2 separate regions of the Sus scrofa genome follow, and region 1 is linked to region 2. Evidence: chromatin contacts called from public HiChIP or PLAC-seq data. All regions are on one chromosome and are shown on one strand. Each heading gives the region's core, a stretch centred on a gene start, on an enhancer-like site or on the middle of the called end of the contact. The rest is flanking DNA. Distances are from core to core; before and after follow the strand shown.

The links. HiChIP or PLAC-seq counts read pairs in DNA pulled down with a chosen protein or histone mark.
Region 1: a contact with region 2 is called in an H3K27ac HiChIP or PLAC-seq map of alveolar macrophages. The contact joins two enhancer-like sites. A contact is called at or near these places in 1 of 47 Hi-C or Micro-C datasets (brain) and 1 of 2 datasets of contacts at active chromatin or transcription factors (alveolar macrophages).

The regions. Positions count from the first base shown.
Region 1 is chr9:43,379,362-43,382,061 of Sscrofa11.1, forward strand. No RefSeq gene overlaps it. Among named protein-coding and RNA genes, the nearest start is that of CADM1, 400 kb to the left of the region's middle. Within about 2 kb of position 1,445, at least 15 of the 83 cell types and tissues checked have an H3K27ac peak or open chromatin away from gene starts, as enhancers often do. A contact at or near this core is called in alveolar macrophages, where this site is marked.
Region 2 is chr9:43,173,333-43,176,190 of Sscrofa11.1, forward strand. No RefSeq gene overlaps it. Among named protein-coding and RNA genes, the nearest start is that of CADM1, 190 kb to the left of the region's middle. Within about 2 kb of position 1,364, at least 11 of the 83 cell types and tissues checked have an H3K27ac peak or open chromatin away from gene starts, as enhancers often do. A contact at or near this core is called in alveolar macrophages, where this site is marked.

The DNA of each region.
Region 1 (2,700 bases), core at 195-2,694, 210 kb after region 2:
TTTGCAATCTGCTGAGCCACCACAGAAACTCCAAGTTTTATTTTATTCTCCTATCCATTTTGTGAATTTCATCACTGTCTCCACAAGAGAGAACAACGCCTATTGGAGTGTGATGAGGGCACCACAGACCTGCCCAAGGGAAGAGAGGGGAAATGATGGAATGAAAGGGAAGGAAGAGAGGAGGGGGGGGGATGGAGGAAGGGGAGGAGGGAAGGAGAGAAGAAAGAAGGGAGGGAGAGAGGAAGGGAGGGATGGAGGAAGGGAAGGGGGGGCATGAGGGAAGATAGGGAGAGAAGGAGGGAAGGAGGGAGGGAGGAAAGCAGATGGAGGAAGTAAATCCGGGAAAAGAGAGAGAGAGAAGGAAAGAGAATGAGAGAGAAGGGAAATGGGGAAGTGGAAGAAAGGAGAGGCAGGGGCTCCAGATGAAAGGCACTCGTAACACCCGTGTTGCTGTGATCCCTCCGCGCTCAGCTGAGTCCTGGAGCCTGGAGGCTGGAGGCTCCCGTCCCCGCTCTGCCCGCCTTGCTCTGTGCCAGCGCGCTGGCCTCGCACGCACAGCTCTTGCCTGCAGCTCAACACCCTGAGCTCCTTAAATAGCTCTGAACCGCACGGAGTGGTGGATAAACATTTGTTTCACAGCTCACAAAGCAGAGCTGCTGGCTACCGGCAGGTTTGATGTAATGAGTTCCATTCTGGACCCCGGGGAGCATTTAGAATGGGCTCTTCTTAGCCCAGGCTGCCAGTCAAGCTGGCTCCAATGGGGGGAAACACAGCCCTGATTTCTTCCCCACCACCCTTTCCAGATCTGGAATCCCCAGAAGCCAAACTGCTCCATTCTCCTGGGATAGGACTAGGGGGAGAGTGCCTCAGGCACCTTGAGTGGGGGGTACCAAAAAGAGGGGCTGGGTCACCACCTCCTTCCTCTGCAGCCTTCGGAAGTGACCTGGGCTCATGAGCGGTCCAGAGGACGGCTCCCCTCAGGGGCTGAAAATCGCAGGCCATTTATGGTCCTTTCTCCTCCCGGTCACATAGAGTCTTCTACAGCTGTGGGGCTCTGAAAAAAAGAGGCAGAGGTAGGACAGCCAGGCGTTGCCACCCTGAGTCTGCAGCCAGCCTCCCTGACCACTGCTCACCACCATCTAGAATGTGCTCACCTTGGAACTCAGAGAGCTGCAGGGTCTGCCCAGGAGCCAAAGTGCCTACAGGTGGACCAGCACCCCCATCACGGTGCCATAGGGTGGTGAGTGGGGGCGGCCAGCTGATTCTCCTTATTCTCCGCTTCCCCCCTCCCCAGACTCCCCACTTCAGGACACTGTGACACGCTGCCAGGAGGAGCTGAGGACCCCTTGATAGGATGAATAAATGGCAATTACATTACTGGCCTTTCAGCACTTCCTCTGTGGATATTAATAGCCATTAATGCCCCGTTGTTTTGCGCGGTGCCGGAACCTGCCAGCCAGAGCACCAGGGCGGGTCACTGCCCCAGCCCCCTCGCTCACCACTTCCCCCCACCACTGCCTCATTTGTTTCAGAATTTCAGGAAGGAAATGAACTAATAAAGACAGTGGGTGGAAAATTAGAAGTGGAGAAAACAAATCCAAGGGGAAGTGATGTCGTTTTCCAGCCAAATTGGTTGTTGAATTGGCTTCTTGGACTGTTATGATTGGGATCCCTAGGGGTCAGCGTGTTCCTTCCTCAGACTCCAGGAAAGAGTCACCATGGAAGTTTACATCCGTTTCCTCAGAGTAACTGGGGTTGGAGAAATTGGCAAATGACCTCAGGGGCAGACCTGAATTTCCCCACAAGTGCAAGTGAGGTGGCAAGAATAGGAAGAAATCCGGCTGAAATGGCAGAAGTTTTGATGTAAGGCCCGTTTCCTTGGATCTTCCCCTTCCTTGTAGCAACTCCTTGAGGGAGCAGGAGCCTTGGAATCAGAGACTGGTCTTAGCAAGCTGGCTCCATGCCCTGGACTATAGGAGATGAGAAGATCATGCAACTTTTGGGTAAGAAGACTTCTTTATATCTGTGTGATCTTGAGCAGGTGACACGCCTTCTCTGAGCCTCAATAACATTCTCATCAGAAAAGACATTTCCTAGAACAGGACGGTAGGTAATAAATGATAAGCACTAGTCCATGCCCTGTGTTGTGGTGAGCCAGTTTGTAGCAGCTCATGACCCAATGAGTTACCTCTCTTTCTAAATTTGTCTTTAGCGGCATCACTTTGGTAGCTTAAAATCAGCCATGGTGGGAGTATTTACACCACAGAAATTGGCACATGCTACCGATTAAGCCATATATATATATATATATATATTTTTTTTTTTTTCCCCACAAGAGAGCTGACTGCTCAGCATTCACCAGCGCATGACTGTTCCTGCCCCATTTCAGTTCTCTGGAATCGCAGGGTCTTAGAGCATTTCCTTGGGCCCCTGGAAGCTGCAAGCCAGCCCTGTGGATGATCTATTTGCCTCCCGTCCACCACAACAAACTGCTCACTGCTAGCGGGGATTGTCAAAATCTCCTTGAGGCCCTATTAGAAAGCTGCAGCTTCTTGATCTATTCAGCACCAAGAGGCCATTGTCGAGGAAGTTGATTGTAGTCCAAATCCAGGTATCAATTCAAAATGTTTTTGCCTCAGACAACCGCGTACGATCAATCAGTAATGTAATCCTCTGCTGGTAGAACACAAAAACAAAGCC
Region 2 (2,858 bases), core at 114-2,613:
TCTAGGACCTGCTACCCTCCCTCTGCGGGCAGTGGCTAGCACGGGATCCCTCCTGTTTCCCCTCAGCTCCTGGCCCTTCTCAAGATGTGCTTCCTTGACCAGTGTCACTCTGTCCAGGGATGGTACATGACCCAGGCTGGGCCAATCTGAGGACTTTCCTAGGATTTTGAACTAAGAACTGAGGAAGCTAGTCAGACCATCTCTGCTTAAAAATACTGTATACAAGAAACACCCTAATTATAGTGTATCAGTCAAGACTGGATATTGCTGCATTTGACTGAAACTCCCACCCCACACATGCCACAGCAAAAAAGAACTAAAGTAGCAACTAATAAAATGGACATATATATTGCTCTTATAGAAAAGAAGTCCAAAAGCAGGCAGTGCAGGGCCAGCAAGAGAGTTTCAAAGTCAGGCTCTGATCTTTCTGCTTCTCTATCTTCAGCACAGTTTCCAATCTCCAAGTCATCAGTTTCAGTAAGGCTGCAGGAACTTCAGTGATCTTATTTGCATTCCTGGCAGCTGGAAGGACAAAAGGGAGAAAAAGAGCAGGACCCTCTACCTTATTAGAAGGCTTAACTCTTCTGCTTACATTTCATTGGTCTGAACTTAGTCACATGGCCAAACCTATTTGCAAAGATCGCTGGGAAGTGTAGTCTTTTAGCTGGGAACTATTGCTGCCCAATAAAACTGGGGTTCTGTCACTAATGAGGAAAGGAGGAATGCATGTTGGACTAGGATACTAATAATCTCTGCTCCTTGGAGTAATTCTGCCACATGGAGGAAGCTGGTCTGTTGTCCTATCTCTGTATTTCCCATGGCTTGGTTATTTAATCTTAGTTCTGATTATAGGAGATACTTGGGATCCTTTTAATAAATTCCTTCTTTTCTTCCTTTCATTAGAAAAAGTGTCAGTCACAGCTACAAAAATCCTGGTACTCCTCTCCTTTAAGGTTCCTTGATGACTCCCTGTGACACTGGCCTTGAGAAATGAAGGAATTTACTGGTATTGAGCAATGTTTTTCAGAGTCCCCCTGGAGCTGGTAGAGAGGGACTAATAGCCCTTGTAGGTTTATTGGTTATTTTAACTAGAGGATTGGCTGCCTCCACATACTCATTTGTGAAAATGTTGCAGTGCTTTGCTGTTCAGGTGAGTCTCTGCTTCTTTGGTCCTAAATCCAAGACTCTCTGGCTCTCTCCTTGGTTCTGGGTCCTGGAACAATGCAGAGAAGTTGGGAATGGGTTTGTGTTTTCTTGTTTCTTCCACTTTTGTCTGAAATCACAGTTGTTTCCCTTTTCCACTCAAAAGCACTGGGAGAGAACTTGGGCTCCAGTGACTCAAGCTATAAAACAGCTTCCTCTCCTGCTTGGCAGGAACCCAGGAGAGGTCTCCAAGACATTAGTCTGTCTGCCTGGGTTGTGCCAGGACTCAGCTCACTCTCTTAATTTGGCAGAGAGCAAGGTAGAAATCAGGAGGAGAGGATTTCTTCGGCCCTTTGCTGGAGAGTCACTTATACCACCGTTCTGGTGACATCTAGCCTGGGGGTTCAGTTGACCTTGGGAGAGCCTGGAGGTGTGTTTTGGGGAGGAGGGCTAGGCCTCCTAAGGATTCTTTTTTGACAAACCCAGTAACTGCATGGAAAGAGAGCCCACTCAGCTCCAACCCCACACCCCATCCCAGCGAGGCTGGAGGTGGAGCTCAGAGCTGATCATGGGATTTGCAAGGGCAGGTCATTGTGGTTAGTTGATGGGCATTTGAGAATGCATTTTGTGCTGAGTCTATGGGTAAAAAAATACTTCTCTATGAGCTGATTTTATTGCTGCAATGAACCTCATCTCTATGAGTCAGAAGGTCATCCTCTGCAGCAACCATGTGACTGGGAATCAGAGAAAAGGGCCTCTAGAAGTAATTTTATACACCTCTTGCCTCTCTTCCATTAAATCCAGTTGCCTAATAGCTGAGAATTACTGAGAACTCATTATTGGCAAGTGCCAGACTCCAGTATCTTACATAATCTTCCCCATAACCCTCTGAGTTTGGTAATGTTCACTCTCCAGTTTAGCACATGGGAAAACTGAGGCTCAGAGTCATCCCTCAAATTGTCAGAGTTGGGATTCAAGTTCAGGGTTAGTTGGAATCCCAAGCCTATACACCTCACCACGCTCTACCACCTTCTGCAATATATACTGAAGTTTTTTAGGGTTCCTAAGATGGTTTCTAGACACTGGTGGCAGGACCAGATTAATCTCGAGGTGTCCATAACCATCTCCAGGAGGGCTATGTCCTGCCTCCCTTATTATTGAGTTCCAATGTGTCATTATCCCCCAGAGTTACAACTGAGCAAGCCACATAAGTATTTTACATACTTTATTAGGTACATTAAAAAAGTAAAGAAACAGGTATCACCACAACTCATGCTATCTGCATAAAATATTTAAATAATCACATGACAGTGGCATATCAATACATAGAAAACAAGATCATTCCAACTGAATCAATCCATTGACACTGACATCATCAGAGTTGTTTTTATTTTTTGTTTTTATTTTTAAGTTTTATTTTTTTATTGAAGTAGAGTGGATTCACAATATTGTGTCAGTTTCAGGTGTACAGCCAAGTGATTCAGATATACATATATATGTGTGTGTGTGCACACATACATATACATGGGTGTACACACACATATATATATGCATATACACACATGCATATGCAAATATACATATATACCCGCAGATAAATATACATATATACACACATATACACATACACACACATATACACATACACACATACATATACATATATACACACAGATACATATACATATATATACACACATACACACACATATATA